Linked DNA regions of Zea mays: region 1 is linked to region 2. Evidence: chromatin contacts called from public Hi-C data. All regions are on one chromosome and are shown on one strand. Each heading gives the region's core, a stretch centred on a gene start, on an enhancer-like site or on the middle of the called end of the contact. The rest is flanking DNA. Distances are from core to core; before and after follow the strand shown. Region 1 has its middle 160 kb from the start of LOC103639995. Region 2 holds the start of LOC100192713 (Putative RING zinc finger domain superfamily protein).

Region 1 (2,700 bases), core at 77-2,576, 340 kb after region 2:
TTGTCTTTGTGTTATGACTGATTTGCTTCTTTGTGATGAGTGTTGATGTGTTGTGGCCCTTGTTCCGCAATGACATCAATTTACTAGTTGATTGCCGTAAAGTAAGGTATCTGGGTGCTCTCCCTTTTCTCTCTTTAATCCATCTATGCTTACCTTTTCTATCTATACCCTTCCCTCTTGCACCTGTCCAGTTAGCATCCTACAACCTCTCTTAATCAGTCAAGATCAGAGTCGTCGGCATCTTCACCAAGTGCATAACAACGCTCTTGTTAAGGGGGTTAGCATCTAACCCCAATGAAGACAATGCAATCAACATCAACCAACAAGATCAGAGAGCGAAAGCGTGCGTGGGTCCTAACCCGCAGGTCCAAGAGATCCTCAAGAATTGCATCGATCGGTCTCAAGCATCTCAAGGTCAAATCCACTAATCCATAAGTTAGTCCAGGAGAGTCAATGTTGAATCGAAGAAGCTATAAAAAAACCAATGAACGAATCTCTTTTTCCTGCTAGCCTCTTCTTGAATCTCGAGGGCGAGATTCTGTTAAGGGGGTTAGATTTGTAACACCCTGAATTCGGGGGTATAAAATTTCTTTTCTAATATCCACCAAATTCAGGTGTTACCCTCTCTTTTCCTTACTTTTCTTTTCTTTTTTTTCTAAATAATGGATAGGTATTTTGCTATATATTGGCGTAAGCCTAGTGAAGTGAGCCCTAGAGGTGTTTTGTTTGTTGCATTCATACCGTCACAAAGTGTTTCTAAGTGCAAAAAGTGTTTGAAACGTGTTAATATACCATGTAGAAGCCCCAACAATTTTTTTATTGTTTCAGGGTTTTTTTTCCTTTTCCTGAAAAGCAAAATCTATTTATTTAAGACACCTAAAATAATTTACAAACTCTAAGTATTTTGATTTGAGTTCACGTAGTGCCAAAACATATCTACGGATTGTCCTAGAATTTTTGAGCCATTGGAACATTTTCAGGTACTAAATATAAATTTCAGATTTTTTTGGAAATTTATTGATTTGTAAAATCCAGATATTTATTCTAATCTGATTTACGAAGTTTGTTTAATTTATGTTCCAAAACTCCTTTTCCCTTCCTTAGACGATCCCCAGCCGTGAGCCAATTGCTGCACGTTTTGAAGAAAATGGCTGGGCCCCACGTGCATGCATTCTCCAATATCCTCGCACGCAGAACTGCTCGCTATCACGACGTCGTCACCAGCGTCCATGATGCCAAAAACTTCAGAACCACCCGATGCTCCTCTCCCTGCTCCAAACTCCCACGCGCAGGCCACCGCGGCCCGTGCCCCGCTCCTCGCCTGGCCGGCCCAATTCCTAGTGTGCGCGGCCCATCCCGTGTGCGCGCTCGCTCACGCCCCTGCACGGCCCAGCCTCAGCTCGCTCGCCTCGCTCGCACAGCGCGCGTGTGCGCTCTCTAGCCGCTGCTATTGCCATGTCTGTGGCCCCATATGTCAGGTCCATCCCCTCCCTCTAACCTCCCCCACGACGCACGTCCTAGCACCCAACGATGCAATACTAACGCAAAATGCCGCTCAAACCAACTCCGTGCAGCCCCCTCTCCGCACTCGCCTCATCCCCCAGCCCCCGCTCCCTCCACGGCGAACGCCGTCCTGCAGCCTCGGAAGCAGCGCGGGTGCAAGCGAGCTCGACGCGGCCGGTCCCCGGCTAGCCCAGCTCGACGCGGCCGACCCCAGCATCCCAGGGCGCGACAGCACCTCCAGGCGAATGCCCAAGTCACGGCAAGGCAGGGCGATGCCCCTGTGCGCGCGAGCCCTATAGCTTGGCTGACCGGGGCCCCCTTGCTGCGCGCGCGCTCTACCGAGCTGTGGCCATGGCGTCCAGCCAGGAACCGCCCCTGCCCATGCGTTCCTCCGGTGAAGTGCCCCCTTGCCGACGGCCATGCCTCTCCCCCACTCGCCATGGCCACCTGCTACTCTGTGTCCTACCGTTCTGTGCAGCAGGGCAGCAGGAGAGCAGACCCTCCCCCTGCAGCTGTTGGCCGTGCCCTCTCCGTGTAATCAAATCAACCATGGATGACCCCTTTCTCCTGGTCGTGCTTTTGGCTGAAGGAAGAAGAGAAATGCCCATAGCCACACTTGATCCCATCCTTCCGGGATCTGTTGTGGTCTTGCTTCTTGTGACCCTTTGTGCGGCCACTTCGTCACCAGTGAGATGCACTACATCATCGGTAATCTGCGATTAAGTAATTATTCCATGCCTTTTGCTTTAATTACTCATTTCAATCTGTTTTAAGTGCATTGGATTTGCAATGACGTTGTCCTCGTGTTACTAATACTATTTCATCATTTCACATGTTTTAGATATTTTATTAAATATTTATTTAACTAAGGTTTTAATATTGTTTTTCCCCATTGAAGCTGATTTACCGTTTTTAACCCGCGCACGACTCGCCTAGGCTGTTCTCGCCTCGCCGTTCGAGCGAGACGCGATTCGCGCGCTTTAATAAAATTGGCTCACCACTCACGTAGAAAAAAGTGTTGTGCAGGATTGGTTGCAGCCACGATTTTGTGGTACTCCTTGTGGTTTCGGCTCAGCCAACTAAAATACGCTACCTCATCTTAAATACGTGAACTAGTAAATATTGAATATATTTTACGTCGTAGATCCATTTTGTCTCGTTCCAGTTGTTTTAGATTTGTAACGACGTGTTAATAAT
Region 2 (2,700 bases), core at 14-2,513:
TAGACCCTCGATAACTAATTAGCTTTATTTTACCCTGGACTGAGATACGAGAGAGCTCTTTTGAGACTTTCGTTAAGCTTTCTAGTAAAGCTAGGTAAGCAGTGACGGAGCTCCGTAAAATTAATGTCTCGGACTACTCTATAAATGTAATAATGTACTAATCCGTCTTTTCATTTTTCATAATTTAGTTAACAAAATGAACTAGCGGACGATAAATATTTTAAGAATGAGGTAGTCAAATTTAAAACAATCTAGTAGAACTATGATAGGCAGGGAAATGGGATCTGACATTCGGGAACAATTCCTTATAATAGGGGAGAATCACAGGCACATGGCAGCAGCCAGTCAGCACTCAGCACAAAGTGTTCGCTGCTCAGGTGGTCGCTGCCCATTAGCCAGGAAGGCGCTCCACCCTCGCCTATGAATAAGAAAAGAAAGAGAATCAGGTTGAGGAAGTTGTATAGCTTGGGAGAAGATGTAATGACAGGGTGAATTTGGGTAGAGGCGCTACACCTGGGCAAGGCACGCGCGCGACACTGCTACCGGGGTCGCAGGGAGGCTGGAGGCGGACTGGCGGAGGGGGACTGGCGGAGGCCGAACTGGCGGAGGCAGACGACACTGCTACAGGGTCCCGTGGAGAGCAATAGAAGACTGGAAAGAGGTGGCCGCGCCGTTGGTAACATAGAAAGCACAGCCACGCAGGTTTGCGAAATAATTGGAATAGCATGTGTTCTCGTTACTCGAGCGACTAATGGAGTCTGTCAGTACCAGGCTCAATCGCTGCAAGCAGAAGTTCTTTTGATCTATAATTTTGGGTTAGATTTTTTAGCTGAAGAAAAACATATATATAGAAGAAGACTTTAAAATTGAGTCCCAGGCCACGGTACAGGTGGTCCGCGGCCCAAATCGGCCCTGAAGGTATGTAAATATCTTTCGATTAAAAGAAAGAGAGCTCCCGACCATCCATGCAGTTTGCTTTAGATTAATGTTGGTTGTTTAGACTGCTGCATCTATAATTTATAAAAACAAATATACAATAAAAACAGTAAAATCTGGTACGGATGAAAGAAACACGAACTTTTCTTTTCGGACGTAGAGTTCGTGATCCGGTCTCATACGTGCGCCAGTCACTTTTGCTTATGTCGAAGCAAACCACTCAGCATTCACATCAGTATTAATCGTTTTCTTGAATCACTTATTAATTAACTTTCTTTGACCTGCCTGCCCGCAGAAAAAGGCGAGATTTTGGTGCGGTGATTAGACATTCCACGGAATCTCTCCCAGCTGTCCTGTTTTTCCTTCCATGGATCCCCCTCGCTAGCTGAGCCCGCTGGTGCTCGCGGTCGCGGGTGGTGAGCGCGGCCTCGCCGGCGGCGCAGCGGCGATGGACCTCCCGTGGCTGGATCTGCCCTTCACCTTCCTGACGCTGCTCCTTGCCACCCGCCTCGCCTACGACTACTATGGCGACGTCGCCGCCGCCTTCGCCGGCGGCTTCTCGATCCAGGTCTTCCTCTTCTACTGCTTCGCGCGCTGGTACCGCTACGCCATCGCCGGCCGCGCCGCCGCCGCCGCTGGGGCCCGCGACGACCCGTCGCCGTCGGCGCGGCCGCCGCCGCAGCAGGAGGAGGACGCGGACGCCCCGCCCGTCCTGACACCGCTGCTGGGGTCGCCGGACGGCGCGCGGCCGTCGACGCTGGCCAACCGTTGCTTCGCCGTCGTGTTCATGGTCTTCGTGCCGCTGGTCATCGTCGTCTTCGAGCGGAGCCAGGCCGACGTCGTGGCCTACGCGCTCTGCCTCGCCAACATCATCGTCATGGTCGTCTGGCTCTCGCCGGACACCGGGTCAACGGTCTCGGCCGCCAAGTCGCTCCTGCGTCTCAGCGACGACGAGGATGAAGGCAGCGGGGGCAGCTCCGGCGCAGAGGACAAGTGCTGCGTCTGCCTCGCCGGCATGCGGGAGGACCAGGCGCTTCGGGCGCTGCCGCGGTGCGGCCACAGCTTCCACGACAAGTGCATCGGCAAGTGGCTCAAGGCGCACCCAACGTGCCCTGTGTGCCGGGCCACCGCCGTGCCGCCGCCGCTCCACAGCGGGGGCGGCGATCCGCTAGATGACGATATTAGCCCCGTCTAGCTAGCTTCCCCTCAGTGATTCATCCATCTTATCTTATCTAACGAATTTGTGGACATTTGTTGGGAAATTTGGTGAAAACCTGTATAGTAATCCAAAACGTTGTCAAGCTCAATTCAACATGTCAGTAGTGATTTGTACATACGGTCCCGTTTGTGCACTCTGAGAAAAGCAAAGCCATGTCTCTCTTGCTTCATGACAATCATTGAACATTTTGTTCGAGAAGGGGAGGAAAACTGTATGGTTTTCTTGAGGAGTACAAGCCGTCGGTGGATCACAAAATGTTAACATGCCACTGCCAATTACTACACTCCACTTTGATGCCGGTTTGTGTAGCTAGGAACTACATAAAACATATAGAAATATCTCTATACTGATTCTCTAAAATAATATAGATTCTGAAAATAGACCAGTCCACAGCAGATTCTCCAAATCGTGTTTTTTATATTTATAAGTTACAATTGATTAATTCAAAACAGATAGAATAAAGAATTAATTATATCTCGTAAACTCAGTGGAACCTTAGGACCCCTAAGTACTTCGTGGAGACATATTTAAGTCTACTTCTAATG

Evidence for each region. Hi-C and Micro-C count contacts between places; a contact is called where the count stands out from the background.
Region 1: a contact with region 2 is called in a Hi-C map of ear, with 2.9 times the contacts expected there. The contact joins the enhancer-like site here to the promoter of LOC100192713 in region 2. A contact is called at or near these places in 2 of 25 Hi-C or Micro-C datasets (ear and leaf).

What each region holds. Positions count from the first base shown.
Region 1 is chr9:69,572,450-69,575,149 of Zm-B73-REFERENCE-NAM-5.0, forward strand. No RefSeq gene overlaps it. Among protein-coding and RNA genes, the nearest start is that of LOC103639995, 160 kb to the right of the region's middle. Within about 2 kb of position 1,327, at least 15 of the 20 cell types and tissues checked have an H3K27ac peak or open chromatin away from gene starts, as enhancers often do. A contact at or near this core is called in ear and leaf, where this site is marked.
Region 2 is chr9:69,228,278-69,230,977 of Zm-B73-REFERENCE-NAM-5.0, forward strand. It overlaps LOC100192713 (Putative RING zinc finger domain superfamily protein), which reads left to right and starts at 1,264. Exons shown (of 1, transcript NM_001137915.2): 1 at 1,264-2,332. The coding sequence starts at 1,385. The coding sequence ends at 2,131.